Regions from separate parts of the Mus musculus genome. Here region 1 is linked to region 2. Evidence: chromatin contacts called from public promoter capture Hi-C data. All regions are on one chromosome and are shown on one strand. The core of a region is the stretch at or near the end of the contact, and the rest is flanking DNA. Distances in the headings are between cores, read along the strand shown. Region 1 overlaps Fam120b (family with sequence similarity 120, member B). Region 2 holds the start of Dll1 (delta like canonical Notch ligand 1).

Region 1 (3,761 bases), core at 557-3,056, 56 kb before region 2:
AATGTATTTTTATTTTATTGTATATGTGGAAATTCTATCCCAAGACTTGACTGGGAAACAGCGTAAGCAATGCTGTCACTGGGAAAGCTCTAAAGGTGATAAATATTCCATCAACACAGTGGCCTATTTAAACTTGTGACTGACGTACTCATGCATTTTATTGACAAGTGTCAGGATGCAGTTTCCATGACGGAAAACAACTTTCATAGAAATAGACTTTCAACTTAAGAGATCAGAATCTGAATTAAAAGTTACACAAGTAGACAGCAAGGAAACAGGATTTCTAACGGCAGCAGTGTTTGAAGAGGACGGTATTCGAGGGAAGGACCAGAAGAGCCAAACTAGGCAGCAAAGTCATGGCAGCTACAAGCTCTGCAGACACACTATGCTTAAGTCCTGCAGGAGCAGAAGGAAGCTGAACAAATACAACCATGTTCAAATGCAGGCGAGATACCTTTCTGGTAAACACAAGAATCTCAAGGAGAAACGCAAGGCCTCTCTCTGCACAGCATGGTTGAGCCAGTGGTCTGGAAAACTGTCAGCGTAAAGGTGACAAGGTACATTTTTAGAAGCGTTATTAAAATCTTAGACAGGAGCACTGAAAGGATACATCTTCCAGTGACCAAAGTGCTTGCATCTCCTGACGGAACTCAGTGTCCCCAGAGATACGGCAGGGCCATAAGGGCCCTGGACAGGCACAGATACTCTTGGATCCCCAGTGGAGATGGATAAGAACCTCAAAGAGGATCTTACTTTTTAAGCTTAACCCACTATGCTTCTTTTAAAAAAAAAAATTCTTTTTTTTTTTAAACTTATTTATTTCATCTTTATGGGTGTTTTGCCTGTGTGCATGTCTGGGCATCACTGTGTGTCTGCCTCTCACAGAGGCCAGAAGAGGCTTTCGATCCCCTGGAACTGGAGTTTCAGACAGTTAGTTGTGAGCCACCGTGTGGGTGAGGGGAATCTGGAAGAGCAGACCCTGTTCTTAACCGCTGAGCCAGGTTTCCTCCAAGCAGAACCAACTCGCCCACAAGAGAGCAAGAATTTATTTAGTTGCTTTTTTTTTTCTATCCAAATACTTTGTGGATCAAGAAAAAAAAATAGATGAATACTTACTTTTGTTAGATTTTCTAATGAAAAAGTAATTTCTGACAGATTGCATAGCTATTAGATATCATGGTTGGTGGTCTGAATGAGAATGGCCCCATAAGCTAGTATGTTTGAAAGCTTGGTCTCCAGTTGGTGGGAAGGACTAGGAGGAGTGGCCTTACTGGAGGAGGTGTGGCTTTGCTGATGGAGGTGTGTCACTTGGGGGGTGGGCTTTGAAGTTTCAAAACCCTGAGCCATTCCCAGTTGGCTCGTCCTCGCCTGGCTCCTGTCACATACCCCAACATGATGGTCCGAGGCTCTACCACCCTATGGAACTCTAAGACCCAAATCAAATGCTCTCTTCTGTAAGTTGCTTTGTTCACAGTGCCTTTTCACAGTAACAGGAAAATAAGAAGACATCATGAGTTCAAAGACTAATGACTTGAGGAAACATTTTCACAATTTAATAGTAAGAAAATGTTTGGAGTTAGACTCCTGCTAAGGTCAGGAGAGCATTCTCAATGATAGTGTCAAGTGTTCTGGATCATGGAGTCAGGAGCAACCTCTGAAACAAACCAATGGGATATTTTTATAGTTTGTGTAGGAGAAACCTCTGAAAAGCAATTTTCCTTCCTTTAAAGGGTTGCCCCAGTTGCTGTCCTTGTTGCTGAGACCGGAGGGCAGAGTCTGGACATTGATCCTGTTTCCACACTCTTCTGGAAGAAGCAAACATCTTCGATTAGGTTGGTAGATCCCAATCGGGAAGCTGGCCCATGTGACATATTAACCACTTGGCCCTCAGCTTTAAAGACAGAACATCTACTGGTTCACTGAGAGGCTGGGAAGTACTTTACCTGTACAGCATCTAGTATCTTCTCCAGTGGTTACGCTCATGCTGTCTGCCCCCTGTACCAAACAGAGATGAACACCAGAGTAAGAAGAAATGTCTCCACACACCAACTCAAAGAAGCGGCATGGCTCTAAGCACACATAAAGACGAATTGCTGAGCTGTACTGGAAGACAGAACATTTTTCAGTTGTGACCACCTGTCATTAAATTTTGCTCTATAATTATTCCATTAGAGTGGAAGCAATTAATTAGGAGGCATTGCTATTAGTAGAAGGAAACTGTCAAAATTGTTTCTCTTGGTGCCAGTTCTGACCATCTGCAGGACATCTAGATGTTTATTACTGCTAATGACTTTGGAAATGGAAATTCATATGCAGATGGCTCTCAGAGGACTTCCTGCCAAGCACAGAAAAAGCGACGTGTGGCTTTTCCAGGGCTGAGCACACAAGTGCCCCAACCCCACAGTGTAGCTGGCCACTTCCTGCCTCTGACAGACACGGGGGGTTGGGAAGGGGCTTGGAGCAGAACTAGCCTTGAAGGAAACAGAGTTTCCACATCTTAAAAACAACCCTTTTTTGGTTGGGCATGGTGGAACTCAGGACTCTCAGGCAGGTGGATCTCTGTGAGTCCCAGGCAGGATAATGCCACATAGTGAGATCCTGTCTCAACACCACCACCACGCTTTTCTGTAAGTCTTGCTCTGGGCTTTCTTTGGTACCTGGAAGTGATGGCTTTAGCATGCACTGCCTAATGACCCCTAAAGTGTGAGGGTGACAACCCAAACAGGTGTCCAGATGAACACAACCTTCAGCACCCCTGCCATCGAAGCTCTCACCCCTGTGGTTTCCTAGTGTGCAGGCCCCTCTCAGTCACCCTGAGAAGAGGGAGAGTGAAGAGTCTCATGAAGTTTACAGCTCTTAGTGGAATGTAACACATTTCTCCTCACCAGCTGGGCTGAATGATAGCCAGGGGCAGGCCAAAGCTTCAACTCAGGCGCCATTTGTTCACAGGGTGACTGAATCGGCCCTAGACTTTGATGTTGGCTACCTGTGGGGTGTACCCCACCCCATCTGCCAGGCCATAGTCCCTGCAGTGACCCTGACGGCTCACATTCACGAAGTTATGTTATTATTGCATGTTGTGAACGTGTGGCGACTATGCCCATGATGAACACTGCCAATTTGAACATAAGCATTTTGAGCCTTTTCTAACATGAAGAGTTTTGTCTATTTTTTTTTCTAATCTTGAAATAGTAACACCTTTCTACTTTATATGTTGTAGAGATGAAAAGTATTAAAGTTAGGAAAACCCCACTAGGAAAATGTGCTGGCCCAAAACACAAGCCCAGTCATGTCACCAAAAAAGTAGATTGCTTCATCTTTAAAACAACAACAAAAAGCTCCAATTAAGGACCAACTGTACAAAAGAGCACATAAGCAAACTGTGACACAGCAGTAGCAGCAGGTGGCCTGTGGACTTTCTTCCACACGGGCAAGGTGCCAAGGAAGCTCTGTCCTTGCACACACACTGCCCCTAGCTGCTTCTAGACTCACCTCTAGCCATTGAGTCTGACATCAATCCAGCACAAGGCCACTCAAACTGGCCTTTTTGTCTCAGGTCCCTAGAACTTTTTCTAACCCAACCTTCACAATCAGGACTGTGATTCTGTTTCTATTATAAGCCCCCCCCCCCCCCCCCCGCCAATAAAGTTGCAATGTCCTTCAAAGTTCCAAATCTCAAACCAGGGCCCAATGTCTATGTAGTTTTTTGGGCCTTAACTAATGTGGCCAGTGCCACATTTCAAATGGGATTCTCTGGTCCT
Region 2 (3,465 bases), core at 203-2,702:
AGAAAAAAAAGAAAACAAAAGTTCTAGTGTCTGATGGATGTGTAAAAACCTAATAAGGTGACGGTTGTGTAAAGGTTATGTGTTGGGGGGTGAGGTGGGGGGAGTCTTTCAAACATGTGCCGGACATTGTCGCAGAGGCCGCGGCGTGCGCGGAGGGGAGCTCTTTCTCTCCGCATTGTGCAGAGAGCAGGTGCTGTCTGCATTACCATACAGCTGAGCGCACAAAGAGCCACTGATTCAGCCTCGCACAATAACAGACTGCCTTAATGACAGCCACGCGAACGACACACACCAAACTCACTTTTTACCAAGCAGAGGGAGGCCTGAGGGGAATACCCAGGAGAGTGGGACCGGACACCAGTGAAGGTGGTGTTGGTTGAAAATCTCCCGGGAGAGGGTGTGTACACCGGGAAAGGGGTAAGCTTAGCTTTTGGCTCTGCTGGCTCAGGGAATACACTATCCGGACCCCAATTCCCCATTTCCAGTGATCGTGGACAACACGGAGACAGCAGCGCTCCGGGACACTGCGGTGTCTGGGGGTGTCCGGCCCGGATCGCTAGCCCATCGGCACTCTCCGAGGCTCAATCGCCAGGCTTCACCAGAGGTATAAGCGTGCCTAACCTCCCCAAACTTCCCAAACTGCCGGGGTGCTCTTGCCACCCTTTGCCCACCTCTTCAAGGGTCCCTTTCCTACCGGGCACCCCGCCCCCGCCCCCTCCGGGAGACTCCTCCTTAGAAAGAGGCTGCCAGGGAGGAGGGGCAGCAGCAGGGACGCGGGCCTCTAACCTCTCCCCGGTTCCTCAGTCCCTAGGACTGAACAAACGAGGAGAGCCTAGGCGGCTAGTGTTGGAAACGCCAAGGTCCGGAGGCCGCGTCCTGCGAGCGAGTCTAGCGGTGACCGCGAGTGGGAGGCTCAGGCCGCCCAGCGTGCCTAGGGTCTTCGGGCCTGTGGCGGTGGGGCGGTGGGCGACGCGGCCTCAGCTCCAGCTCCGGGAGCAGAGCGGTTCGTCTCCGGGAACGTTTTGCAGGAATGTAAATGAGCGGGTTTTGCGCTGGGGGAGGGAGGCGAAGGGGCGAGGGCGGAGGCAGAGAGGACTAGGGGGCGGGGAGGTGGGGGGCGGGGAGGAGGGTTGCACATTTTACAGCTCACTGACCATTTGGCGATCCATTGAGAGGAGGGTTTGGAAAAGTGGCTCCTTTGTGACAGCTCTCGCCAGATTGGGGGGCTGCTCATTTGCATCTCATTAGTTATGCGAGCGGCCGGCAGGATTTAAGGGTGGCAGGCGCCAGCCCGGGCCAGATCCTCCGGCGTGCACCCGCGGTTACCCTGTCTGACCAGGGCAGGTCACGGGAGAGCACCGGTGCGGCACGGAGCCTCCCACGCTTCGGCCTCCGGTCCTCGGTGTGTGTTCTCGCATGGCATTGGCTGAATTCTTGAGGAAGACGCGAGGCTTGGCGATAGTGCAAGAGATACCGGTCTAGAACACTCTGGGAGCGGCAGCGGCTGCCGAGTGACGCCGGGCCGGGAAACCAGGGCGCGCGCCGCAGTCCTTGCCACCACCGTTCCCACCGCGCCCCTCGGGGCCCCGGATTATCGCCTCACCGGTGGGATTTCCAGACCGCCGCTTCCTAATAGGCCTGCGAAGGAAGCCACTGCAAGCTCTCTTGGGAATTAAGCTGAACATCTGGGCTCTCTTCCCTCTGTGTCTTATCTCCTTTCTCCTCTTTCCCTCCGCGAAGAAGCTTAAGACAAAACCAGAAAGCAGGAGACACTCACCTCTCCGTGGACTGAAAGCCAGACGAAGAGGAAACCGAAAGTTGTCCTTTCTCAGTGCCTCGTAGAGCTCTTGCCGGGGACCTAGCTGAAGGCACCGCACCCTCCTGAAGCGACCTGGCCCTGATAGCACACCTGGAGCCGAGAGACGCCTTTCCGCCAGTACTCCTCGGGTCATATAGACTTTCCTGGCATCCCTGGGTCTTTGAAGAAGAAAGAAAAGAGGATACTCTAGGAGAGCAAGGGCGTCCAGCGGTACCATGGGCCGTCGGAGCGCGCTAGCCCTTGCCGTGGTCTCTGCCCTGCTGTGCCAGGTAGGGGGCCGGGCGGGGCTGCTGCGCGGTGGAGGGAGGGGAGTCGGACCAGCCGATCAGCTGTCCATCCCCAAGTGACTCCGGCAGCGACGACCCCGAGAGCTGCCCGGCAGCGGGCAGCTCCGGATGGGCGCTGAGGTGCGCTCGGCCTCTGCGTCCTAGCAAGGGCCCGCGCGCCCCCGGGTCCCTCCGCCGCCGGCGCGACCTCACGCCCCTTCCCCGCGCAGGTCTGGAGCTCCGGCGTATTTGAGCTGAAGCTGCAGGAGTTCGTCAACAAGAAGGGGCTGCTGGGGAACCGCAACTGCTGCCGCGGGGGCTCTGGCCCGCCTTGCGCCTGCAGGACCTTCTTTCGCGTATGCCTCAAGCACTACCAGGCCAGCGTGTCACCGGAGCCACCCTGCACCTACGGCAGTGCTGTCACGCCAGTGCTGGGTGTCGACTCCTTCAGCCTGCCTGATGGCGCAGGCATCGACCCCGCCTTCAGCAACCCCATCCGATTCCCCTTCGGCTTCACCTGGCCAGTGAGTGGGCACCTGCGCGCACTCGGCTGGGTCTGGAGGGGTAGGGGTGGCTGGTTGGTGGTTGGCAGTGGGAAGAAGGCAAGGGCCACTGATAAGGGTTGGGGAATCCCACAAAGACACGCCTGAGGTCTTGACTTCTTACTGGGAACTGACTGGCAGTTGAGGAGGGGGTGTGGAACCCCAGAGGCTTTTGCAAGCCCTGGGCATTTCTCACACACCTCCTACTTACCTGAAAGGTCGAATGCTTCCCTCCCCTACCCCCAAAGTTGGGAGAGTTCTTGTCCCCTAGCTCTTAGGCCTTGGTTGGGTTGCTACCAGTGCTGGGGCTGCTCTCCATCCTCGAGGTTCCACCCCCAGAAAACAAATGACAGCTGCCCTCTCCTCTTCCTGCACCCCACCTTGCTCCATCAAGTACTCTCCCCCCTTTTTAAAATACAATTTCCTGTATTAACATGTTTTTAAAAAACCAAACCCACACACGGTGTGTGTGTGGGGGGGGACACTCTTTAAAATTCTTCTAATTAAGGAAAGTGATAGGAGTTGACCTTCATTGGCACAACACAGAGATCTGAGAGCCTCTGTACTTGGTTCTCTTTAATGCCTCTCCTCCTCCTCCAGCTCCTCCTCCTCCCACTCCTAGTCTCCCAACTCCTCCTCCTCCCCTTCCTCCTCCTCCACACTTCCGGTTATCAAGCATCTTCTCCCCTTTCCCTAGGGTACCTTCTCTCTGATCATTGAAGCCCTCCATACAGACTCTCCCGATGACCTCGCAACAGGTAAGACTCCAAGCCCCTAAACTATGCATTCTCCCCATTGATACACAGTTTACCCACTCAGCCCAGGCCTCTTACCTTCA

The links. Promoter capture Hi-C pulls out the DNA fragments that hold promoters and counts their contacts.
Region 1: a contact with region 2 is called in a promoter capture Hi-C map of liver. The contact joins the enhancer-like site here to the promoter of Dll1 in region 2. A contact is called at or near these places in 2 of 39 promoter capture datasets (embryonic stem cells and liver), 5 of 484 Hi-C or Micro-C datasets (embryonic fibroblasts and liver), 7 of 115 datasets of contacts at active chromatin or transcription factors (embryonic fibroblasts, embryonic midbrain, embryonic stem cells and 2 more) and 3 of 9 other capture datasets (adipose tissue, liver and pancreatic islet).

The regions. Positions count from the first base shown.
Region 1 is chr17:15,429,811-15,433,571 of GRCm38.p6, reverse strand. It overlaps Fam120b (family with sequence similarity 120, member B), which reads right to left. Exons shown (of 11, transcript NM_024203.3): 10 at 1,944-1,995; 11 at 1-1,805. The coding sequence ends at 1,955. It overlaps Gm49668 (a long non-coding RNA gene), which reads left to right. Exons shown (of 3, transcript XR_003952352.1): 2 at 1,731-1,832. Among named protein-coding and RNA genes, the nearest start is that of Gm49668, 4.4 kb to the left of the region's middle. Within about 2 kb of position 1,806, at least 71 of the 459 cell types and tissues checked have an H3K27ac peak or open chromatin away from gene starts, as enhancers often do. A contact at or near this core is called in liver and pancreatic islet, where this site is marked.
Region 2 is chr17:15,373,810-15,377,274 of GRCm38.p6, reverse strand. It overlaps Dll1 (delta like canonical Notch ligand 1), which reads left to right and starts at 1,452. Exons shown (of 11, transcript NM_007865.3): 1 at 1,452-2,088; 2 at 2,316-2,609; 3 at 3,325-3,385. The coding sequence starts at 2,035.